Linked DNA regions of Mus musculus: all the other regions are linked to region 1. Evidence: chromatin contacts called from public promoter capture Hi-C data. All regions are on one chromosome and are shown on one strand. The core of a region is the stretch at or near the end of the contact, and the rest is flanking DNA. Distances in the headings are between cores, read along the strand shown. Region 1 holds the start of Nudt13 (nudix (nucleoside diphosphate linked moiety X)-type motif 13). Region 2 holds the start of Camk2g (calcium/calmodulin-dependent protein kinase II gamma). Region 3 holds the start of Ndst2 (N-deacetylase/N-sulfotransferase (heparan glucosaminyl) 2). Region 4 holds the start of Chchd1 (coiled-coil-helix-coiled-coil-helix domain containing 1). Region 5 holds the start of Myoz1 (myozenin 1). Region 6 holds the start of Usp54 (ubiquitin specific peptidase 54).

Region 1 (4,058 bases), core at 1,094-3,593:
CTGGTGTGGAGGTCAGAGGACAGCTTTAGGAGTCGGTTCTCCCTATCCATCATGTAGGTGCTGAGGACGTAGCAGCAAGGTCATTTATCTGGTGAACCATCTCTGAGGTTCCATTCTGTATTCTTGATGGAAAAAACTGGGCACAGTGGCCTGCACTTATAATCCCAGCACTGGGGAGGAAGAGACAGACAGGTTCCCAGGGTTTGATGACTAGCTAGCATAGCCGACTTGGAGAGTTTCAGGCTGAGAGATTTTGTCTCAAACACCCATGTGAACAGTGCCTGAGGAATGATGTCTAATGGCCTACACACACTACACACATACACAGAGAGAGAGAGAGAGAGAGAGAGAGAGAGACAGACAGACAGACAGACAGACAGACAGACACACACATTCTCTCTCTTTATACACACACTACACACACACACACACAGAGAGAGAGAGAGAGAGAGAGACAGACAGACAGACAGACACAGAGAGAGACAGATAGACCCACACATTCTCTCTTTTTATACACACACACACACACACACGTTCCTCTCACCATTAAAAACTGGCTAGCCATTAAACTAGGCCTGCTGTCCTTTTTCTGATGATCTAGATCTGTGTTCAGATCTATATTCAGGAGTTAGTAACCTTGTCCCTACAATGGTTCTTTTAAAATGTCCTCTTGTTCCGCTTAAGCCCTTTGGTGACATTCTATCCCTCTCGGAATAAACCCAGAACATTATAATGGCTTTATAAAAACATAACACTCGTGAGGCTCCGTGTGATCTAGTGCCTGTCTATTTTTTGACCTCATCTATAATGATCTGTCCTACATTTCTTTGTTTTACCTTTTATTGTTATGTGTTATGGGTGTTTTGTCTGTGTATACTGTGTACCACATTTGAGCAATGCCCACAGAGGCCAGAAGAGGACCTCAGATCCCTTGGAACTAGAGTTCCAGAAGGTTGTAAGCTGTTATATTGAAGCTGGGACTCAAATCCAGGTCCTCTAGAAGAACAATCAGGACTCTAAACCATTCTGCCATTTCTCCAGCCCCAGTCCTAACCTTTCTTTACACCCGCCAGGCACATCTCCACCCCAGGGCCTTTGCACGAGCTTATTTTACTCTGTCTACAAGTCTCTCCCCACAAATCCTAACTTGGCTGTTCCTGTCAGCTCTGTCAAGCTCTTTATTCCAGTGTTGCCTTAACAATGAGGCTATCCATCCTACGTAAAATAGCAAAACCGCTCCTCCTCTTACCATGCTTTAACTTCTGCCCCAGCACTTACAACCGTGTGTACAGTTATTTATTTTGTTTTCTCCCATAGAATTTTGTTTACATTAAGATGCATTTTTTATGTATCCTGTACTTTTAATATTTTGTCTCATTAATTATATTTTGAAGAGCTAGGGAAATGGCTTAGTGGTTAATAGCACTGGCTTCTCACAGAAGCAAGCAACTCCCATAGTAAGAAAGAAAGCAGCCCCAAGTAGCTTTACTGGAGATTCGTCTTAGATGGTGATTGATCCTACTGATTGACCAAGGTAAGAGTTTTACCTAAAGCGTCTATATACCTAAGCACAGTCCCTCGTTTATTTAAAGCAAGGTATCAGTATGCACCCCTGATAACCTGAGTCTACTGTGTACACTGGGCTGACCTCAAATTCAGAGGGCTCTGCCTCTGTCTCCTGGGATTAAAGGCAGGCCTGGAACTCCTTTTTTTGTTTTTGTTTTTGTTTTTCGAGACAGGGTTTCTCTGTATAGCCCTGGCTGTCCTGGAACTCACTCTGTAGACCAGGCTGGCCTTGAACTCTGAAATCCACCTGCCTCTGCCTCCCAAGTGCTGGGATTAAAGGCATGCACCACCACGCCCGGCTAAGCCCGGAACTCCTAACCTTAAAAAAAGATTTTTTTTTCATGTTCATATGTACATGGCACATGTGTGTCCATGGGTGCACATTAAAGTATGTGGGTGTAGAGGGTAAAGTTGACATGGAATGTCTTCCTCCATGGCTTTCCCCTTTGTTCATTGAGGCAGGGTCTCCCACTGAACCTGGGGCTCACCAATTCAGCTAAGCAGCATCTAGCCCAGAAGATCTGGAAACTGTTAAAGCTATTTGTTTGTGGTGGGTTTCACTATATGCTTTATAAGGTTAACTTTGCAACCCAAGGTTACAAGCTCCCGGCCTAAAAGTTGAACTACAATTCCCAGAGTGCATCGGTAATCTCTCTGAGACTGCTGGGAAGTGTGTCAGATTTCCACTTACCCAACCACCCCTACGTGCGCTGTAGCGATGAAACTACATTTCCCAGAGTGCATCTTTAAGGAGGATTCTGGGAGGTGTGGCAAAGCGTCAATCCCACTGGGAAGGGAAAAGAGAAACCATTTGAACTTGAACATTTGGAGTTTCCAGGGGCGTGCAGACCATTGGGGCATAGAAGGCATCTCGAAAAGAGTGAGTACAGGAAACGAAACCTGTTCTAAGTGCAACTAGGATGTAGTAAGGAGCCATAATCAAAACTTGCCAGACGCTCTCGGTTACAGAGTTTGACAGTTTTAACTTAAACCTTTCAAATCTCGAGAAACCGGACGTTTTTGTACCCAACATTGAGTACCTCTAAATATTTTCTGAAATATTTTTGAAGAGCTATTTAAAATGGAAGTTTCCAATATTTCACCTTTTCTCTTAATTTTTTAAATGGTGGCGGGATCTTTTAGAAATAAACCATAAAGCTTTTTATATAAACCAGGGCACAGAGACCGTGAAGTCTGCAACACGGCTGCTCATCAGCTTCCAGCATTCCCAGCCATCGAAGTCCACAGTGGAGTGGCTGCTCCCTGGGCACCTGTGAAGATTCAGGAGGAACCCACGGTCACGCTTTATGCCTTTCAAGTCATTCCATCTGGAAAGATGAACAGAATGAGAAATGTGTGTGTGTGTGCCATAGAAGTTGTTAGTTCATACGTTCAAATGCCTTGGCATTTATTAGTTTTGAGTAAAAACAACGTTACCTTTCATCTCATCGATAATTCTTTGTATACACACACACCAGGAGCGTCAAGTGTGGGGATGCTGTTTGACATATTGTCCAGTCGTCAGGCCATGATAATCGACAGTTGGCTAAAATTAATTTGGTATCAAATATTGGACAAGAAACCAGGTAGCTGTATGGCCATACAAGAGCAGTGAGTAGTTACAGCTCGATTCCCAGGACCCATTAACCTCACCAGAGGAATTCCAGTAGCCTAAATTTCCAGTAGCGTGAAAATAACCTCTTTTAGCCGTTAGTCCTGGAAACTACTGGTTTTGTTATACATTATTGTATTTATATATACATATATATGTGTGTGTATGTATGTATATGCATGTGCTTTAAAATTTAAAGATAGCCTATAATCCTTCCTGCTGAAGCAAAAGAGTCGCTATGAGTCTGAGGCCAGCCTGGGTTACAGAGTGATACTTTGTCTCAAAAATAAATAAATAAATGAAATTTAAAATCAGTAAAAATAAATAAGTAAATTTTAGTCAGGGCTGGAAAAGTGGCTCAGCAGATAAAGTGCTTGCTGAGTTTGAGTCCCCAGGACCCATGTAAAGTGGGGTGCAATAGTGCACATCTGTGACTCTCTGGAAGCTCACAGGCTAACCAGCCTAGTATACACAGTGATGAATGACAGAAATATCATGGCTCAAAATAAGGTGGAGGGTGAGGACCAACACCTGAGGGTGTCCTCTGACCTGTACACTTATCCTGTGGCATGTGTGTGCCTGCAGTATCTCTCTCTCTCACAGTCACATGCATATGCATCATGCACATGCAGTCACATACTTAGGCACCAAACACATATGCATCACACACACACACACATACACACACAATTGTAAGTGTACAAATGAACAGTTTAATTGCATGTGCCCCTGTCAACCTTCATCGCCATCTCTTTCTCCTAAACTAGCCACTGTCTATAGTCTGTGTACTTCTGAAAAATACAAAAGCCTAATTATAATCTCAGCATTCAATAGGCAGTAGCAGGAGGATGGGGTTCAAGGCCAGCTTGGGTTATATGAC
Region 2 (4,058 bases), core at 948-3,447, 500 kb after region 1:
AGGCATCATCACACGCTGCCCAGGACAGACTGTATCTGCTGCTTCACCGTCAAGTTTGTAATTTGATCAAAAAAAAGGAATCAAGTTCATCTGGCAGGGTTTGTTCCCCAGAAGCCCTCACCACCGCCGCAGCCTTAGCCGCCTACCCTGATGTTTACAGATTTCCTTCCCTTGGGAGTCTGTTCTGCCGCCTGGTGGGCAGGGGAGGCTAGATTCATCAAAACTGCTCATTTACTGCATTTCCACCCTAAGTTACCACCGGGGCACAAGGGCTAGGACAAGCCTGCAGTAGCCAGCCCTGCCCTAAAGAAGAGGGGCTTTAAGTACCCTAAATTAAGAGCTGTTCATTCCATACAATACACTGCCTTCTCAATTCTCCACTGAGAACTTGAACTCCCTCAACCCTTTGGAGACCACTCCAGCTACACTCATCTCTTACTTTTTTTTCCCCCTCCCTGAGCACTTCCAATTCCCTCACACCTCCTTGTCTGGCTTCTAAGTCCACCCACCTTGAAATTCCAACTCATCTCCAAGTGCTAAAACACATACTCCCCCACCTCCCAGGGAACCTGCAGAAATCTAATTTCTGGAGGGATCCTCAAAGAGAGCCCTGGCAGGGCACGCTCACCTCGGGCGGACAACTTCTTGGTATTGATGATTTTTGCAGCATATTCCTGCGTAGATGTTTTCTTTACACACCTCCGGACCACTGAGAAGGCACCCCTGGAGAGAGAAGGGGGAAAGAACTGGGACACAGCGCCAAGCAAAGTGACACACACATACTTCAGATGAGGACAGCCATGCTCCAACCACCAGACTTGTAGGGACAATCAACAGCTAACTTAAGAATGGTAAGCCCACCCGATGGCCCTAAACAGATGTGGGTGGAGCACCACCTGGCTCCCATCTAGTTCCAACAGCCTCAAACCTCAGACTGGTGGGCGATGCTTCAAATACACACCTGCTGCATCTCACTGATTGCCTTGTGGTCCCAGCAAAGGCAACCAGGAGAGAGAAGAACAGGGAGACCTTGTTCCTCCTCTCAGCAGAAATAATTGAAAGTAGGGAAAAGGAGGGATTAAACAGAAGGTATGGTTTCCTGAGAAATTTCCCTTAAGCCTGGGAGAAAGTGACGCTCAAGATCCGCTCAACTGGCTTAAACCCACAGCATCCCCGCTCAACTGACAGCAGGGAAACAGAGGAAAGACAGCTCTGATTGTGACAGCAGTAACTCCCCTTCCCCGTGCTATTTTCCTGTACGTGACCCGCCAAATGGGCTGCGATCTCGGGCTCTGGAAATATCTAGGGGGGCGGGCAGAGCGGGGGCTGCAGTGGCCAGGCTCTGCACCGCGGGTGGGGGTGGCGGGGACCCGGGCTGCGGCGGCGGCCAGCTCAGTGCGGAGGGGAGGGGGATGCTGCGGCTGCGGCGCACGGCTCCTGGGACCACTGCAGGGATGGGGGGAGGGGCCGGGGGTGCCGCAGCACTGCCCAGCAGCAAGGCTGGGATCCTGGAAGCCGCACTAGCGGGGGGGCGGGGCCCGGCACTAAACATCTCCCCACACCCCGGCACCGCAGCGGGGCTGGAACTGCAGAGCCGGGGAGGGTCCTGAGTGCCGGGCGCGTGGGAACTGGGGGGCCGGTGCTGAGTGGGCTCCGGAGCTGGGTGGGGAGGGGGCGGTGGACAGGCGGGGTCGAGGGAGGGGAGCGTCTGAAGGGTGCGGGAGGGGCGGGGCTGGAAGGCGCCCCGGAGCAGTCCCGGGGCTGCAGTTCCCGCGGCGGCGCCGGGTGCAGCAGCCTGGCAGCTGCTGCAGGGCGCGGAGGGGGCTGCGGGACCGGGAACCCGGGGCTAAGGGGCCCCCGAGGCAGCACGCGGGAAAAGCTGGGGGTGGGGCGGGTCGAGGGGGCGCTGCAGCGGCCGGTGCAGGGCCGGGGGGCGGGGCGAGAAGCCGCAGAGCGCCGGGACGCCTGGACCAGGGTGGGGGGCCGCCGCGCGTGGCGGGTGGGCCGTACTTGCCGAGCTCCTCGAAAAGCTGGTAGTCGTCGGTGAAGCGGGTGCAGGTGGCGGTGGTGGCCATACTGGCGGGCGGACGCGGCGGTGCAGCCCGCGCCGACGTCGGTGCACAGTCACCGCCGCCCGGCCGAGGGAGCAAGAGGAGGAGACGGGGCTGAGCCCGGCAGCACCGCGAGACTTTACCGGAGAGAGCGAGGGAGGGAGGGACACCCCCGCGCCCGCCCGCCGGCCCCGCCCCCAAGCCCCGCTGGCCCCCGCCCCGCCCCCGGGGAGGGGCCTCCCACCGTCGGCCCCGCCCCGCCCCAGGAGCCGCCCGAACTGGGCCCCCTGCACCCGAGGGCCAAGGACGCGGGGTCCCCACTCCCGGCCACCCACTGGGACCGACCGAACTGGAAGACACCTCCTGCGGGCTCCTCCAGGGCGGACCCTGCAAGAGCTCAGGAACCAATGTGTGAAAGTGGTTCTTGAGTGGTGTTGGGTCTGGACCACCGAGGTCTGGGGAGAGGCCCCACACGTGGGTCCCATGACTGCAGCCTGAACCAAGCCGGAAAATGCCAAGGTCAAAGAGCGTATGTGAGACTGTACACTCGAGAGATGCCCCCAGACTGCAGAGCCAGCTGCCCGCAGCCTTCCCCCAGGGTGCCGACACTCTAGATTAGTGCAAGAATCAAGGGCATCATTAAGAAAAAACAAAACCAGAAAACCTTCAGCCGCGGTTTTATCAGCGAAACCAGGCCATGGGGCAAGATGTTTGCTTGCTTTTCTTTCTTTCTTTCTTCCTTCCTTCCTTTCTTTCTTTCTTTCTTTCTTTCTTTCTTTCTTTCTTTCTTTCCATTTATTTGTTTCGTGTGTGTATGCCTGTGGCCCTATGGTTGCCACAGCGCACGTGTGGAGGTCACACAACTTGGGGAGTTGGTTCTCTTTTCACTACATTGGGGGATGGAACTTGGGTAGTCAGGCTTAGCTCACGCATCTTTTTACTCACTGAGCTGTCCTGCGGGCCCGTGTGATGCTTTCCTGCATTCCAGTCTTAGAAATAAATGTTCTCTCCTAGGTCAGTAATAAAAGATAAAAGTAAGAATGTCTTGAAAAGGCTTTGTGCACTAGTGGCTAAAAGCAAAAGATGAAAACATGCTCGTTTTCTTGTGGGCATCCAGTACTTTTATTTATGACACTTTATCACATTTTGTAATGATGTATTTGCAAGTATGAGTGCTAGCACACAGTATTGAGAACTCTTGGATCATACTACCTAGCTCTCGGATGTCTGGAAAATCATTGACCTCAGGCATTCTGCAGTTCATGAAATCTGTCTGGGCCTTATTTGAGAACTGGAAATAATAGTGCAGTATACTTCATAGGGCTGTGAGCATTTACTGGGTTAAATCATGTATAATATTAGAGTAACCCTCAGTACCTTATTCAAACAGTGTTTGCAGCTATTGTGTAGTATTTTTCTTCCCACTAAACTGTGCACTCCAAAGGAACCCCTGGGTACTTCGCTCCAGGCTCAGTGTTCATAGAACGGCTCTGTCTCCAATATTACAACTTTATGGGACAGAGTCAAGTAAAAGCCACTCTGGAGGAGCAATGTGCAGGGCAATTTCCCGATGCCCCCCCCCCCCCCCCCCGCGCAGCTGTACCCCAAGTCAGAGGCCATTCCCCACTGGGCAGAAGGGAGCTCAGCCAACTGCTGCCTCTCAGTCTTGATTACAGCAGGGTGCCCACTGGGAATCCAGCCTCCTCTGTCAGCAGGCCAGTGCTGCCAGGGGAGGCAACTGAGAGGTACTCTGGCCTCCCAAGCTTCAGTGGGGTGGGAAGAGCACAAAGGGAGGACTTACCCCACAGCCCAGGGAGCAAAGTGTGTGTGGGGGGGTGGGGGTTGGAGATTAGGGGGAAGTGGGGGAAGAAAGCCCTGACTGATTACCTGAGAGGAGAGAACCAAGGAAAGAGCTGAGGTGACAGGGGCACTGTGTACTCCACCCTTCCACATGGCAACAGGAAGTTAAGTGGAGGGGACAAGGCCACTTCCTACCTCAAAGCAGCA
Region 3 (4,058 bases), core at 928-3,427, 440 kb after region 1:
CATGTAACACTGGTTTAATAACAGTATATACTGAGCGCTTACTACTTTACTTGTTGGGTGTCCTTCTAGAGCTTTGCATATACAGACAGACCTGATTCTGACTTATTACAATCTGCAAATGAAGCTGGGAGGTGATGGCGCACGTCTTTAATATAAGCCCTTAGAAGGCAGAGGCAGGACGATCTCTGAGTTTGAGGCCAGTCTGGTCTATAGGGCGAGTTCTAGGACAGCCAGGGCTACATGGAGGAGCACTTTCTTAAAAAAAAACCAAACCAAACCAAACCACCACTACCAACCAACGACAAAACCAATGTGCAAATGGTAAACACTTAAAGGAGACTTCAAATGGTTGTGGGTTTTGGTTTTCAGTGCCAGTGATGGGATATGTGGTCTTGCACAGGCTAGGCACGTGCTCTCCCAGGAGTTCCAACCTCAGGTCCTAGAGTTTTAATCCTTTCCTAAGGGAGTGGATTTGCAGACACCGTAGTAGTAGTAGTAGTAGTTGTTGTTCTTCTCTTCTCTTCTCTTCTTTTCTTTATTTCTTTCTTTCTTCCCCTCCCCCTCCTCCTCTTCCTCTTCTTCTTTTGGTTTTTTGAGACAGGGTTTCTCTGTGTAGCCCTGGCTGTCCTGGAACTCACTCTGTAGACCAGGCTGCCTCGAACTCAGAAATCCACCTGCCTCTGCCTCCCGAGTGCTAGGATTAAAGGTGTGTGCCACCACGCCCGGCTCTCTCTCTCTCTTGTTTATTTTTACTTATGTACTTTATGGATATAGGTACTTTGTCTACATGTACATCTGCACACCAGAAGACAGCATCAGATTGTAGGCCACCATGTGGGTGCTGAGGACTGAACTCAGGGCCTTTGGAAGTTTGGAACCACTAAGCTACCTCTCCAGCCCCAACAATACTTTTCATTTGAGACACACTGCAAGTACTTGCTCAGCCACACAAACAGAAGGTGAAGCAACTGGCGTCACTGAGCAGAGGGCACAAACTGATAAGCTCTTGTGGTCAGTAGTTTAGGATATCTTAAAAGTTTATCAGTAAATGCAAGAAGCACCTGTATTTAATGTCAGCTCTAACAGTTATGAAAACACATATAACTAGTAGTAGTTCCATTTTACACACGCATAATTTCTGGCCCAGAGAAGTTTAGTAACTTACCCGAGATTACAAAGCTCCGTTTGTGGATGAACTGGGATTCAAAGGTCAGGCCTGTCAACCTCCTGTGTTGTAACCACTGTATTTTAGCTTCATACCTAGAGGAAGCCAGTGAGATTTAGAGAGGGGATCATGTGAGAACTTTTGGTGGGGGAGCAGTGGGATGACTAAGTTGGAGGAAGAACATGTGTGTGGCAGTGGAAAGTTTCTGAGGAAGGAGAAACCTAAGGGTCGTCTGCCAAAGTGGGCAGCAAATACAGGGTCAGGGTGGGCTGGAGGTGTGGGCCCACCACTGGAATAAACAACAGGGGCCACGCTGTGGGAGGAAGGACCTGACCTTGAGGATAGAAGGACCCTCCTGCGGGAACTACGGGAAATGGGGAGCCCACAGGTGGGGGAGCTGGAGGGAAAGGGGCAGGGGTGCGGCCGAGAGTTGGCATCCAGACAGGCACTGGGTTTAAGAACCCCGTGTGCCCTGGGCGGAGTGGCCAGAATAAGGCAACTGAGGGGAGGCCAGCGGCTGGGACTCGGGGCAGGGTGCACAGGGCCAGATGGGTGGTCGCCCAGGACGACCCTGCGGGTGGTTTCGGTGGCGACACTCGCAGGAAGTCTGATCGCGAAAACCGAGGGCGACCGTGGACGGGAGACTGCTCTCAAAGATGGCTCACCCGGTGGAGTGGGCGGCGTCCCCGCTGTCCCCGGGCCCTGCCGCGTCCCGGGGCTGCCCGGCTTCCCTGCTCGCGGGGCCTCGGGCCGCGTCGCGGCGGCTCCGCCATCTCCGAGCGAACGCTCCGCCGCAGTCGGGCTCAAGTACCGCTCCCACCAGGGGGAGGCGGCGCGCTGCGGCTCGTGGTGCCCGCTCAGGTCCGCGCGCTCCCCGAGCGTGGCCGCTGCGTGACCGGGACCTGGGATAAGCCGACGGCCCTCCGCAGTGCTCAGCCCAGCCGCAGCCTCCCAGCCCTCCGGCCTCGCGCTCAGCCCACCAGGGTGGACCCCGTCCTCCACGCCGGGTGGCACAGTCTGCGGAGCGTCGGGGCGGGCCCAGGGCCCAGGCCTGTCCACTCAGACCCGCGGAGGAGGGAGCCCGCGTACCAAGGGCGGGGCCACCTCCGCCTGGGGCGGGGCGAAGACTCGGCCCACCGCCTAAGAGGCTACTTCCTCCCTGCCACCCCCCAATACAGCAGCCCAGGCTGAGTTTATGAGAAGTTTTCTTCCTTGCTCCCCAAGGGAATGGGCAAAAAGATGTTCGTCTCCTAGTGAAGCCTTGTCACGCAGGCTGCTAAAATCTAAGCCCACGGCTACGAGCCTCCAACAGCAATAACACAATGGACTGTTTAAAGGTTATTTTATTAAATATCTTCAAGGTTTCATTGTAACAAAGCTATGAAGGGACTACCAACATTCAGAACAAACACTATTTTAAATTATTTCTATGTCATCATGCAAAAGTTCTGCATCAAATGCCTTCCATTTCCTGTTTAAAAGGTGGTTTGTTTTTTAAATAGTCTATTAATAGTCTATAGATGCTGACATTAGCCCCAGAAGTGGAGTAAGAACGCTAAGAAGTGGGGCTGGAGCAGCCACATGAAGCTATGGGTCTCAAAGAGCTCTAAGACCATTTGTTGTCTTCAAGCCAGCAAAACCAAACCCTGTGATGAAGGTATCTGTTGGCTGGCACTGCAGGCTGCAGGGCAGGAAGGGTCTAGGGTCCAGGGTCTGAGGCATGCACAAGTGCTTGAGGAGCCTGGCTAAATTCAAGCACCAGCACCCATGCGTTTGTTCTCTTCTCAGCTGGCTCCATACTCTGTAGTTCTCTTTTCCCAGCTCCTGTGCCTCCTGAAGGTCACCCAAGGAGCTGAAATCTACCCCCCCCCCCAATGCAGATAATGTGCAGTTGTTTGGTGGGAGGGAACCAAGACTATGACCAATTGCCTCTTCCATTATCTTCTCTGTTATCTGCCTAAGGTACAGACCTTTTCTTCCTGGAATGGACCTCCTTGAGCACAGAGAGGGACAATGAATGCAGGAGCCTTGGCTCTGGACCCCTTTGTGGGTACATGCAGGCGAGGGGGTGATGCCCATGCAGATTGTCCAGCAGAAAAGTCTATACTTCGGTTGGTCAATAAAGAGCCTCTTTAAAGAGGACACTTCTCACCCAAGCAGTCAGTTCGATCTCAAACCCAGGGAAAGAGTTGGGCGTGCAGCATGGGAAGAAGGGAGGCAGCCCAGAGGGCAGCCAGAATGCATAGAAACAACCACCAACTCTTACCCACTGCCTCACTCCTCCCATCCCACAGGGGCACTTGGCAGAGGGCCCAGGCCTAGATGAGGGTCAGCATGGGGACCACCACCATGAAAATACAAGACAAAGATGGTCCAGATCAGCACACAAACAACTGCCAAAAGTGGCAAAAGGAGCCCTGGCCAACGACTTCTGGATCTCTCCTTGTTATGTCAGGAAAACCAACAGGAAACAAAGTAGCAATCCCTCCCCCTTTCCACCAGCAGAAATCGGGCCTCAGTCTCAGGCCCACGTGCATTGTGCATCCTCTAGAAATGGATGAGTTAAGTGCATGTCAGACGAACTCGAGGTTTCTCATTGGCGGACACACTTCTGCAGCACCAATTCTCTTCCTGTCTACGCTAACTGGACCGGTACAGCAAAGTCCAGGCTTTCAGTCCTGAGGCCACGCCTCACAGCTGCCTCCACACACAGCAGGCTGGCAGTGCTGCATTCTCTCCAATGTAGGTCCAGCGGCCACGGTGTTTGCGTCTTTCTCATACTAGGTGTCAATGCATGGTCTGACGAAGTCCACTCCTAGAACTGGGGTGATCAGGCCACCTCTGGGGCTGCAACCACACCATGGCTTTGTCCATGACCAAAGCTCTGTCAAGA
Region 4 (4,058 bases), core at 1,041-3,540, 410 kb after region 1:
ATGAATAACCACACAGTACTATACCAGTGAAAAAGCTTTACTGTCATATAAAAACAGCAACAAGAAGTTTTTCAGGTTTGCGGCTCAGCTACAAGGCATACAGCACCATCACTTGCTGCAGGTTATGGGTACTCATGGTACCCATGGGTACTCGTGGTAGAGGTTTGTAATAGTCTTTTATTTACTACCAGAGTATGGCTAGAACACAAGTGTTACTGTGTTTATTTTATCATCTCAGGTTTCATTTTATATAATAAACTGATTTTTCCAGTGTCTTCTACATGGTTTCTTTATTACATTTGTTTATTATGTGTATGTGTGTAGTAGCTTGTACTACCCTGTACTTGTATATATCATAAGAGTCAGTTTTCTTTCTGCCATGTGGTCTCAAGGACTAAACTCAACAGACTTAGTGGCAGCACCTCTATTCACCAAGTGAGCCATTTTGCTGGCCTGTATTTGCTTATTTTGGGGGATTGAGGTGATAAAATTGGAGACTTGTAAAAAATAATGGTAAACACTTTTCCTTTCTCATTTCATTATTTTATTTATTTTTTGTTTGTTTCATTAAGGCAGGGTCATGTTATATGGCCCTGGCTTGCCAAGTACTCATTATATGTAACTTAGGCTGGTTTCAAACTCTTTAATCTGTCTCCTGCCTCAATTTCCCAAGTGCTTGGATTGTAGGCATATGCCACGCCTGGCATAGCTATTTTTAGCATGAACAAGATACACAAAGGCTCGTCTCATTTTAAACATTTAAGAGATATTTAAAAATATTTTTCCGTGCTCGCTTTGGCAGCCTATATACTAAAACGGGGACGATACAGAGAAGATTAGCATGGCCCTTGCACAAGGATGACACGCAAATTCGTGAAGTGTTCCATAGTTTTGTAAAGTGGATAAAAAAGATTTGTTAGCAAATGCAAATTAAAGTTTGGGAAAGAAAAGAAATTTACCCATGTGTGCGTTCGAGGTGTTGGTAGAAGTAATTATGAGCCCTGCAACGTGGATGCTGGAAACCAAACAGTCCTCTGGAAGAGCTAAAAACACTCTTTAAGCACGGAGCTACCTCTCCAGACCCTGAGCTAGCTAAGATTTCAAAGTAGATGTTGGGGTACATAAGGTCACAAACAATATAAATGTGTGTGACAATAAAAAAGGTGCCTTGATGGCTGCCGGTAGGGTGTGGTAAGAGAGGGAAAACCCCTCTGATGTGAACCCAGTGTTAATCTTGGGATTCGCCAGAAAAACGAAGTCCACCATTTTGGGCTAAATTTAAAGCAAGCTTTATTAGATACTAAATACTGACCAAAAGATGGACTTTTTGGTCAGGCCCATTCCTGGAATTTCCCTCCTGAATTAGCTATGTGACTCCGGAAGAAAGGCATCCACGTAGGCTATCAAGGGAGAATTCCAAACATCTGAGGTAAAAAATGTCAGCAAATATACCTTGCTCTAAAGTAGACATCATATAAACTACAGGACTGCTGGATTCCGCTTCCATTAGCAGAAATGTCTTGAATTCATTTGCAAATACCAAAGAATCTATATATAGCACATCTTTTGATTCGGTTTTGTAAACAGTTAAGTCAAACACTCAAGTCCAACAAATCACAACTGGAGGTCTATAAAAAGAAGTGATATAGTTGCTCTAATATTAAATGTTGTGTATGTCACACGTAAATGTTACAACGTTCACCCTACTGTGCGATCATTCCAAACGAGTAAACAGTATCTACCTAGCAGTCCATGTAAGAGTTGTAAAAAGCAACCATTTTATTATTTTGGTTTTTCTGCTACAGAGTTTCTCTGTGTAGCCCTGGCAGTCCTGGAGACCAGGCTGGCCTCAAACTCAGATCCGCCTGCCTCCCCGCCTCCCCGCCTCCCCACCTCCCCAGTGCCGGGATTTAAAGGCGAGCGTCACCACCGCCTGGCAAAAGGAATCATCATTCTCACAGACTTGTTAAAACAAAAGTCCTTTGCAATCCAAAATCCTTAACTCCAGCCCCACGGGATCCAACGCCTTCCCCTGGCCGCCACGGACGCGGCACTCACGTGGTGCCCACACGCAGACACCGACTCACAAATAAGTGGCAGCCGCGGACACGGGGCCCCTGAATCCTGCCGGGTCCCGAGCACGCAAAGGGCGCGCACAACCTATAGCATCCTAACCTGCTGTCGGCTGCCGGCCCGACGGGGTTCGAATCCAGTGTCACCGTGAGGCCAAGACCCGGAAAGTGCGCGCACAGCTGCCCGTTGTCCGCACGCCAAGCGCGTAGAGGTCAAGAGGGGTCACGCACGGCGCCGCGGAGCCTACTGGGAACGCTGTGCAAAATGGCGACGCCCAGTCTACGCGGCCGCCTGGCGCGGTTTGCGAACCCGGGAAAACCTATACTGAAACCCAACAAGCCTCTTATCTTAGCTAACCGCGTCGGGAACCGACGTAGAGAAAAGGGAGGTGAGCACTTGGAGCGGGGGCGGCTAGGTAATCTCGGGGGAGAGGTGTTAGGTCGCCCTGTGGCTGAAGGTCTCCCAGTTCTTCCCCTCCAGAGGCAACCTGTATCACGGAGATGTCGATGATGATGGCTTGCTGGAAGCAGAATGAATTCCGCGACGAGGCGTGCAGGAAAGAGATCCAGGACTTCTTCGATTGTTCTTCCAGGGCTCAGGTGATGTCTGGCTCCTAGCGTGCCTTCTTGGGAAAAGAAAGGGGAATACAAAGAAATGGTTCAAGCCGGGCGTGGTGGCGCACGCCTTTAATCCCAGCACTTGGGAGGCAGAGGCAGGTGGATTTCTGAGTTCGAGGCCAGCCTGGTCTACAAAGTGAGTGCCAGGACAGCCAGGGCTACACAGAGAAACCCTGTCTCGAAAAACCAAAAAAAAAAAACCAAACGCAAAGAAATGGTTCACACCGCCCTGTGTTAAATTATGTACAGAGTCTCCCATTCATCTGTGACTGGCTCACCCTCACCAAAGTGAGAAAAAGCTAAGTTTTGTCATAGGTTGATCTTCACTAATTTGCTAGCCAGAATAGTAGTTTGAGATGATAACAATCATTTGTACATCCCCAATCCCTTTAAATCCCCTTTTTGTTCCTTTGGGTTTTTTGTTTGTTTGTTTGGGGTGTGTGTGTGTGTGTGTGTGTGTGTATGTGTGTAAGTGCTTGCGTGCTTGAAAATGCAGGGACACATCTGTGGGCACCAGTGCTGTGTGGTGGCCTGAGGTAAACGTCTGGAATTTTCCTCCATTCCTCTTCCACTTTATTCCTTGAGGCAGGGTCTCTTGGGGTTTGGAATATTATAAAAATTATGGGTCTAGGTCAGAATAAGCTAAAGAACTGTGACTTTGTTTTTTGTTTTCTGTTTTCTGTTGTGTTTTCAGGAAGCCAGGAAGATGAGATCAATCCAGGAGTCTCTGGGACAGTCCGAGAGTTTATCTCCCCACAAGATGACCAAGTTGTTACAGAGATTTCCCAACAAATCTCATCTCATCTGAAAATGGAGAAATATTTTCAATGAACTCTCATTTCCAAAAGCTATACAGAGAGGCACGTTTGGGAGGTTTGCGGTTTGCATTTGCATTGCTACGAGTTTTTGAAGGGTAAAATGAGGCAAAATACTTAATTTTGCTCTTTTGAATGAATCGTATTCTGGATGCTGTCTTGAAATAAAATCCTCTAAAAAGAAGTTGGCCATTTCTTCTAATTAGCTGCTTCTCCTCACACCTCCAGCCCCATCCTGAAGAGGAATATCTCTGCCTTTCCCTTCACTGGGCAAGCACCCAACCTCTGAGCCAACCTGAGCACGTCCTTTCTTGGGCTCTATAATCTCCCCAAACCCTGGAAGTTCTTTATTCCTGGGATGCTCTTCATTTCCTTTCTTTTGTTTTGTTTTTGTTTTTTTTTTGTTTTTTTTCTTTTTCTTTTTTGAAAGAGAGTTTCTCTGTGTATTCCTGGCTGTCCTGTAACTCACTCTGTAGACCAGGCCAGTCGCAAACTCCGAGATCGCCTGCCTCTTTCTCCCAAGTGCTGGGATTAAAGGCATGCGCCACCACTG
Region 5 (4,058 bases), core at 804-3,303, 360 kb after region 1:
CATGCACTACCATTCGTAGCCCATAAGAAGTGGTTTTGTTTTGTTTTGATTTCCTGGCTTGGAGGTAGAGACAGTACAGGGGAACAAAGGGAATGACATATAGGGTTGGAATACTTCAGTGAAGAGGTGACCCAGCCAAGGGGCATGGGCGTGGAGTGAAGGAGAACAAGAATAAGAGAACACCACAGACAGTAGCCAAGGGAGAAATTACACCCTGGGCCGGGAAAGCTGATAGGCCAATCCCACGTGCAGCTTCACACCTCTAAACACAGATCCTGCTCTTCTTTCCTTTCTTTTTTTCTTCAGTGAACTCTCACTCCAAAGGTATCAGGGGAACTTCACACTTGGCAACTCGTGCGCATCCCCAGGGAGTGTGGCTGTGTAGTTTCCTATTTTAAATGCTTACACAAGTTCCCTAACACTTAGAAAGAAATAAGGAAGTTAACCATTTGGTGAGGCCTAGCCTGTGTTCTCACAGGACTTGACTGACTATGGGTCCTGCTAAAATGTCCAGTATCTTAGCAGGGTGTTGTCTCAGAGTAATCAATGGGAAGGATGGGAGGATGCAGAGTGGATGCTGAGTTCTTCCTGTGTCTTTCTCCTGCCCCTTCTCACCCCTCCCATCATCCCGTCTCCCACACCCTCTACAGCTGCAATTCCTCTTGTTTTTTTTTTTTTTTTTTTTTTTCACTCTGACTTATATCCTGTCTTACATCATTTCTGGGACTCTTGAGTCAGGCATGCTCTTAAAAGTCCTGCATTGGGGCTCTACAAGCACGCACACCCTACCTCCAGTGAGCTCCATAATCAGTTTGCTTGACTTCCTCCTCTTGTTAGGGGCCGGGGTTCCTGAGAGTGGCATGGTGGAGGTGGATCTGACCTGGAAGGAGAGATGGAGTGGGAGAATGAGCATCCGCACTACAGCCGTACACTTGGGATTAAGGACAAAATTTCTTCAGTTTTTTTTCCATGTGCATGTTTGCATGTGTGTGTGCACGCATGCATACGTCTTTACAGAAATTAGTATTCCCCAGAACGTAAACTGTCACAGTCTTCTGTTTTCTTTGGAAGCAGGACAGGAGGAAGAACTGTACCCTTTCCTTATCTCTTACCAAGGGCTGTGTCCACTTTCCATAGCTCCTGTGTGGGCATCGGAAATACAGCTAGGGCCGAAGGGGGTTTCAAAAGCAACACTGGCAGAGCAATGCACTCAGGCTTCCTGGGCCTGGCGTGACTTAAAGTCCTTATTTGTATCGGGATATCAGACTACAACTGTGGCTCCAGACTCTAGTCTCCTCCTTAGGCTTCCCTTGGGGTCCATGGGCGTAAAGCAATGTTCTGCTAATTAGTGTTGAGATTCAGACGAAACCTTCTCCATAGGAAGGAGAGGTTGTTGATCTTCCAGGAGGCCAGCTGGAACGTGGCCCGAGAGGTCATGGGTATGTTCCTTGTTCCTTCAGGCACTCCGATCCCAAGGTTCAGGGCTGGAGCAGAGAGCTAGCTAAGGGCATTTGAGCTGTGGCAGATGTCAGCTCAGCAATATAGTACGTGGAAGTAGAGAATTGTGGGGGGAACAGAAACACAGGAATAAGATCTGGCCGTGGATGGCGACAAGATAAGAAAATGTATGCACACCATCCTCTCCCTAACAGCCCTGCTATTTTCCGTGGTGTCCTGTCTCACAAACACAACCACACTCTACCAACTTAGTGGCATTCCAAAGCACCCTTTCCCATCTGTCAGGTACCTCCCCACATATCTTAATTCCTCCCAACTCCTTAGGTCCCTTTCTTTCCAACTCTGTAACTCCAACTGGACTGTTGGCAGCTGAGCAGAGATGAGAAGAGAGACCATTCCCTGAGGATGGAGAATCACAGTTGCAAACAAGGAGCTCAGAAGAGTGGGCTCCAGCCCCTTCTTCCGGTAGATAGAACCATAGACTTACCAGCTGCTCAGTTGGTGGTCGGCTCTCCCCGGGGTCCAGCAGCTTCGGAGGACTAAGCTGCAGTGACTAGAGAACCTGAGCCGGGGCGAGCGAGCGTAGGGGCAGCACCGGCAGTGGGGGAGGGAGGAGGTTATTAATAGAGTTGATGAACACAAGCAGCTCAAATGGCACAGGGGGTACTGAGACCCTGGAACCGAGAGCCTGCCCTCTTTGCCTGAGGTTCAGGAAGAGGGAAACAGGGCTACAAAATGTTCCCACCAGACTGTCTGAGCCAGGGATCAGTCAGCCGAAGGGGTGTGCCTCCTCCTTGCCTTCTTTCTCCAAAGAAGCATTTCAGGAGGCCGAGAGGGAGCAGATAGTGGTGGGTAAGAATTAAGAGTAGGTATAGGAAAAAACAAAACAGAAAACATGAATTGTGGGCTACTCAGGGCCATTCCAGGCCAGGGCTGGAGGGGACCCATGAGTGTATTTGTGGGTGGGAGGGATTAAAGCCCTAAGTTGAAGATAGGATGGAAATTTTCACAGTGGCATTGCTTCTAACTTCCTGAATAGGTTGGCTTTCTGTCTAAGAGGGTTAGATCTTGACAGGGTGAGGAACCAACTTAGTGAACCCTAGTGCAGATGATCTTACAAAGGCCCGTGGGTACTCTCAACCTGTGGGTCCTGACCCCCATGGGGGGTCAAACAACCCTTTCATAGGGGTCAATGTCAGATATCTCAAATATAGATATTTACATTATAATTCATAACAGTAGCAAAATTACAGTTATGAAGTAGCAACAAAAATAATTTTATGATGCCAAGCATGGTGGGTGGTGCACACCTTTAATCCTAGCACTTGAGAGGTAGAGACAGGTAGATCCCTGAGTTCCAGGCTAGCCTGGTCTACAAAGTGAGTTCCAAGACAGCCAAGGCTACACAGAGAAACCCTGTCTCAAAATAATAATAATAATAATAATAATAATAATAATAATAATAATAATAATTACTACTACTACTACTACTAATAATAATAATAATAGGGGCTGGAGAGATGGCTTAGTGGTTAAGAGCACTGAATGCTCTTCCAGAGGTCTTGAGTTCAATTCCCAGCAACCACATGATGGCTCACAACCATCTGCAATGGGGTCTGATGCCCTCTTCTGGTGTGTCCAAGGAGAGCAATGGTGTACTCATATACATACTATAAATAAATTTTTAAAATGATGATGATAGCAGTAATTTTATGGTTGCAGGTCAACACAACATGAGGTACTGTATTCAAAGGTCACAGCATTAGGAAGGGTGAGAGCTGAAGCAATACCCTGGATCCTCCCTCATCTCCCACTCATGTCCTGAAACCAGCTTGCTCCTGTACCTTTTACTCTTATACGGCTGCCTAAGGAATTGGCTTTTGGGGGTGGGTGGGCATGGGTGTAATTTAGTAAACATATGAAACTATAGGTTTCTTGAGCCCAGCATAGTGATGTATGCCTTTAATCTCAACACCCCTAAAGCACCGGCAGGTGGATCTCTTAAGTCCCAGAGCTATACAGGAAAACCTTGTCTCAAAAATCCTTATGACATTTTTACACATGTGCCATTGGATTGTTCACACTCACACTCACAACCCTTCCTTGCTCCCATTCTTCACAGGAAGCAGCTTCTGAGGCTTCCAGAATGAGCCCTGCCCTCTGTGAACTCCCTGATCTATCCCCATCTTCCTGGCCACACCCTTCTTCCACCCTATTCTTGCCTTATTTATACTGGGGGCTGAAAGTCCTCCCCACACACACAGCAGATGGCTGCTGCCCAGATATATCATCTTTGGCACATTTCCTCCTAAACCAAGGAAACGGGGGAAAAAAACATAAGTAGTGAAAGGTAACTTGTTATTACTACTACAATCAATCCTGTCCAAAAGGAAAAAAACAAACAAACAAAAAAACCCTTAAGGTCTGATCTCCTATGACCAAATACCAGAAGTAAAATATATAAAGACATGCTATTGAGCCTATGATGTCTTAGACCTTTCTTTGGAATTCTTAGACTGCACTTGGGAGCATCTGGTCATTGCCACAAATATGCCCCCTGCTGGTAAGTTAAGTAGTGACACTTTCCTTCTCCATCTTTC
Region 6 (4,058 bases), core at 582-3,081, 320 kb after region 1:
AATTGCAGAGGAAGCCAATGATAACAGCATCTTGACTCATTTCTGTCAGGAGAACACTGGCACAGAATGGTACGAGCAACTCCAGTGTGAGAAAGCAAGCACGTGACTGGGAAGGGAGGTGACAGAGAGTACAAAGCAAGGAATCAGAAAGAACACAAACAAAGCTCTCTTCAGTGAGAGCAGTAAAAACCAGGAGGTACTGAAATCTATCCTAAAAGTCTTTCATATTCTCAAAAGCTACTGAACTCCAGCCTTTGAGTCAGTTCAAATGTTAACCCTACCACTTACAAGGGAGTGGGGGTGGCCTTCCATACTGCTCTTTCACTGGAAACTTGTAATAATGGTAGCAACTACTCAAATGAACATTACTGGACACACAGCATGTCCTTAGCTCTTTTTTTTTATTAGATATTTTCTTTATATACATTTCAAATGCTATCCCGAAAGTTCCCTATACCCTTCCCCCACCCTGCTCCCCTAGCCTCCCCCACCCCCACTCCCGCTTCTCGGCCCTGGCGTTCCCCTGTGCTGGGGCATATAAAGTTTGCAATATCAAGGGGCCTATCTTCCCAATGATGGCTAACTAGGCCATCTTCTGCTACATATGCAGCTGGAGACAAGAGCTCTGGGGGTACTGGTTAGTTCAGTGTTGTTCCACCTATTGGGTTGCAGACCCCTTCAGCTCCTTGGGTGTCCTTAGCTCTTAAAAGGTGGGAGTCATTCTCATACTGCAAGGGTCTGAAGAGGACAGGGAGAAGTTCTACCTATGCATGATAAGGAAAAATACTATCTACTTGTCAGGGTTGTAGTGAAAATTAGAAATATATGTGTAGCATTTAGCATAGAACCTAGGAGATCAAGAAATTATTATTGTACAAGCACAACCTCCACTTATAAAGCAGATTCAACTAAACAGCAATAAAATCTCAGTAAATTTTCCTCATATTGTTAGTAGCAGTTCTACAGAACCCAAAGCTTTTAAAAAATGTGAGTGCAAGCGCACACACACACACATGCATGCACCCCACTATTTCTTAGATGAAGGTCAAAATATACAATCCAAGAAAATAATAGCATTATGAAATACTGTTCAAATGGCATTGGAATAACCTGAGCATCAAATATAAAACATTTTATTTTCAAAGGATCAAAATACCTCATACCAGAAGGGAAAAGGTCTAATGACCAAATCTAACTTCCTAAAGTACTCTCTAGAAGCAAGCATCTGCCACTCTGAAATACTCAGCAAACCACTTCCCAGAATGAAAACATACTGTCAAAATCTAAATGAATTTTACCAAGAACATTCTGGTGATGGAAAAGGACATCACTCTGCGTCTGAAAGTAATGTTACTGCACAGGTTAGCCAAAAAACAGGACCTCTGTTACTTCCTTAGCCCATATATTGAGTTTGAAAAATAAATACAAAGAATACAACCTTCTAACAAATAACTTGTTTTAAGGAAATTCAAAACACTAAACCTACAACTCTTTTCTTTAAACTTGTAAATCTCCCCTTTAATTCTAACAAGTTCATATATACAATATATGTTAGAGGAAGAAAATAAAATTCACAAATTTAACATCTGGTTGGAGAAAGAAAAAAAAAAAAGACAACATAAAAAAATCTCCTGAAAATTGAGTTCAAAACTCAATTTCAAAGTAAGCTATTAGAGGGGTGAGGGTGGGGTGGGCTGGAATAACTTCACAAACACTACTCAGTCATGGTATCCTCCCTCTACACAGTTTTAATACAACTACAATGCTTACCAGACAACCCATTCGAGCTCAGGAAAAAACTGCAAGCACTCACAAGGGCATCTGTGGGGCAGTGACACAGACCGGAACAGAGGCTAGGGTACAGAGGGAGGAGACAAGCGCAAGGAGCAACAGTGGGAAACTGTTCATCTAACCACAAAGGCACACAACAGGATGTCAGGGATAAAACAATTTTTTTGCCAACTACCAGGAACAATTCATTGAGAAGCTAAAACTGAAGGAACTAACCAGAACTCTGGGAAAGACTTATGACGAACGTCACAGGAGGTTTACAACAACTATATGAGAGGCTGCTTCATCCAGAGGCACTCCTGAAGGCAAGGTCATCGGAAAGTAAGGTTTGCAGGGTGGCAGCTGCTTCCAAAGGGCTGGTCCTAAAAGAACTCTTTGTGTGGTGTCTGTGAGAAGACACCTTTGCAGTGCCCTAGAGAACCACCAAAAACAATGCTGTCTGAGTCAATTCAAAGTCCCAAGACTATCTGCAGTGAAACCATTGTAATGGGCAAAAGTCTTCCGTCTTAAACACTAAAATGGGCCATGCTATTAAAGAAATTAGGAAACTGTATGAATAGAAATTATGTAAACCAAGCTGCTGGGGTTGCCAGTCGATTTAAAACAAGAACTGACTCTAAAGGTTCTTCCAGCCAAGATCTCCACACCTCTTTAGGGAGCTGCAGTTGGATCCCACCCTAAAACATGTGATCAGTCAAACAGAACTTGCATTTGCAGGCAGGGCATAAAGGCCAAGAAGACCAACACACATGTATCTGTGTATCACTCTGCTTATTAAACAGCTTTATTGAAATGAGTTGTTTTATAAGCATACTGAGGAAAAAACTCATCAGCAAAATTCTTGCCATTTATGAAAGTTGGCTTTATTTCTAAACCTTGAGAGAAAATCCTTGGTCACTAAAAAAAGATTTAATTAAAGTTTATTGGTGAAATTAAACAACCATGGACACTGTCCAAAACTAATTAAGCTTACATTTTAACAATATGCTTAAAAGTAAAGCAGTCCTTTGGCAGCAAAGCAAGTGCCAAGTTTAAAAGAAGAAAGCTATTGGTTCTCTTGCTCACTATCAGTATTCCAACCAAGTCTTCTAATACATAGTGCCAAGGCACAGAAGTGCCACACCAAGGCAAAAGCACAGACTTCTACTGATCAGTACTAAATGGAAAGAAAGATGCCCAAATTGTACTTGGTCTTTTCTCTATGAGAAAATATTTAACAAAGCAAATTGAGAAAAAATTACTTTGGCTCACAGCAGGAAAGGCTTAGCGGAAGAAGCCCGGACAACTGGTCACCCTGCAGTGGTAGTCAAGAAGCAGAGAACGAGCAACTCGGGCTGGCCTTCCTCATACTTTTTCAAGTCAATCCAGGCTCCCAAGCCGTAGTGCTACTCACATTCAGAGTGGTACTGCCTTTTAGACCTTTCTGAAAACAGTCATAGACATACCTTTAGGTATGCAATTTCAATGGTAATTCTAAATCCAGACAGGTTGACAATTAAGATAAAATATTAGAGGTTGGAGAGATGGCTCAGTGGTTAAGAGCCCTGGCTGCTCTTCCAGAGGACCTGGGTTCAATTCCTAGCATACACATGGCAACTCAGAACCATCTGTAATTCCATTCTCTGGGGATCTGACACCCTCTTCTAGCCTATACAGACAAGAAGGCAATGGACTAATAGGACATATACATACACATATAAGCTAAACATCTGTGTACCTGAAATTAAATAAAGATTAATTTTAAAAATATATTAACTACCGAAAAAAAAAAGGTAGCCCTTCAAAGTCATTATGATATAGTATATAGAGCCCAGCATGGTGGCCCCCACCTTTAACCCCAGCACTTGGGGAAACAGAAGCAGGCAGATAGATAGTGCTTTCCCGTCCAGCTAACATAGCAAGACTCTGTGTTCATTTATTAAAAAATGGTATAGAGCTATAGCTAGGGGTGTGGGTCCCACCCTTGAAGAACCCCCAAGATCAATGCTCAGAACAGAATACTAAGGAAGGAAGGGCACTGACCATGCAGGAATTTCCATTACTTGGTAGGTAGGCCTAGTGGATTTAGGAATTGCCTAGTGGGTTTAGTAGGGTCTTTTCTTCAGTGTTTCTTTATTCTTGTTTCTAATGTTCATAAAACTAAAATTCTATTTTATAGAATAAAGTGCTGCCTGCAGCCACCCATATGGCTCAGGGGGTACAGTCAGTCACTTGTGACACAAGTTGGATAACCTGAGTTATGATGGAAAGAGAAGTCATAATGGAAG

What was found. Promoter capture Hi-C pulls out the DNA fragments that hold promoters and counts their contacts. Capture Hi-C pulls out chosen DNA fragments and counts their contacts.
Region 2: a contact with region 1 is called in a promoter capture Hi-C map of pre-B cells, with 2.4 times the contacts expected there. The contact joins the promoter of Camk2g here to the promoter of Nudt13 in region 1. A contact is called at or near these places in 2 of 39 promoter capture datasets (liver and pre-B cells), 1 of 115 datasets of contacts at active chromatin or transcription factors (microglia) and 1 of 9 other capture datasets (pancreatic islet).
Region 3: a promoter capture Hi-C map of pre-B cells shows a contact between it and region 1, with 2.8 times the contacts expected there. The contact joins the promoter of Ndst2 here to the promoter of Nudt13 in region 1. A contact is called at or near these places in 2 of 39 promoter capture datasets (liver and pre-B cells) and 2 of 9 other capture datasets (liver and pancreatic islet).
Region 4: a contact with region 1 is called in a promoter capture Hi-C map of liver, with 2.6 times the contacts expected there. The contact joins the promoter of Chchd1 here to the promoter of Nudt13 in region 1. A contact is called at or near these places in 2 of 39 promoter capture datasets (liver and pre-B cells), 1 of 115 datasets of contacts at active chromatin or transcription factors (embryonic stem cells) and 1 of 9 other capture datasets (liver).
Region 5: a promoter capture Hi-C map of pre-B cells shows a contact between it and region 1. The contact joins the promoter of Myoz1 here to the promoter of Nudt13 in region 1. A contact is called at or near these places in 2 of 39 promoter capture datasets (cranial neural crest and pre-B cells), 2 of 115 datasets of contacts at active chromatin or transcription factors (embryonic stem cells and memory CD8 T cells) and 3 of 9 other capture datasets (adipose tissue, embryonic stem cells and liver).
Region 6: a promoter capture Hi-C map of liver shows a contact between it and region 1. The contact joins the promoter of Usp54 here to the promoter of Nudt13 in region 1. A contact is called at or near these places in 3 of 39 promoter capture datasets (cranial neural crest, maxillary cranial neural crest and pre-B cells) and 1 of 9 other capture datasets (liver).

The regions. Positions count from the first base shown.
Region 1 is chr14:20,292,347-20,296,404 of GRCm38.p6, forward strand. It overlaps Nudt13 (nudix (nucleoside diphosphate linked moiety X)-type motif 13), which reads left to right and starts at 2,344. Exons shown (of 9, transcript NM_026341.3): 1 at 2,344-2,446.
Region 2 is chr14:20,791,891-20,795,948 of GRCm38.p6, forward strand. It overlaps Camk2g (calcium/calmodulin-dependent protein kinase II gamma), which reads right to left and starts at 2,198. Exons shown (of 21, transcript NM_001360186.1): 1 at 2,011-2,198; 2 at 629-723. The coding sequence starts at 2,075. Gm30108 (predicted gene, 30108) reads left to right here and starts at 2,349. Exons shown (of 2, transcript NR_153779.1): 1 at 2,349-2,570.
Region 3 is chr14:20,732,385-20,736,442 of GRCm38.p6, forward strand. It overlaps Ndst2 (N-deacetylase/N-sulfotransferase (heparan glucosaminyl) 2), which reads right to left and starts at 2,178. Exons shown (of 15, transcript NM_010811.2): 1 at 1,831-2,178; 2 at 1,166-1,260. Camk2g (calcium/calmodulin-dependent protein kinase II gamma) reads right to left here. Exons shown (of 21, transcript NM_001360186.1): 21 at 2,489-4,058.
Region 4 is chr14:20,700,737-20,704,794 of GRCm38.p6, forward strand. Chchd1 (coiled-coil-helix-coiled-coil-helix domain containing 1) reads left to right here and starts at 2,291. Exons shown (of 3, transcript NM_025366.3): 1 at 2,291-2,461; 2 at 2,554-2,672; 3 at 3,385-3,689. The coding sequence starts at 2,338. The coding sequence ends at 3,498. 6230400D17Rik (RIKEN cDNA 6230400D17 gene) reads right to left here and starts at 2,363. Exons shown (of 1, transcript NR_029446.1): 1 at 1,276-2,363. Gm25328 (a small nuclear RNA gene) reads left to right here and starts at 787; the gene lies at 787-893.
Region 5 is chr14:20,654,487-20,658,544 of GRCm38.p6, forward strand. Myoz1 (myozenin 1) reads right to left here and starts at 2,054. Exons shown (of 6, transcript NM_021508.3): 1 at 1,946-2,054; 2 at 790-880. The coding sequence starts at 862.
Region 6 is chr14:20,616,523-20,620,580 of GRCm38.p6, forward strand. Usp54 (ubiquitin specific peptidase 54) reads right to left here and starts at 1,832. Exons shown (of 21, transcript NM_030180.2): 1 at 1,771-1,832.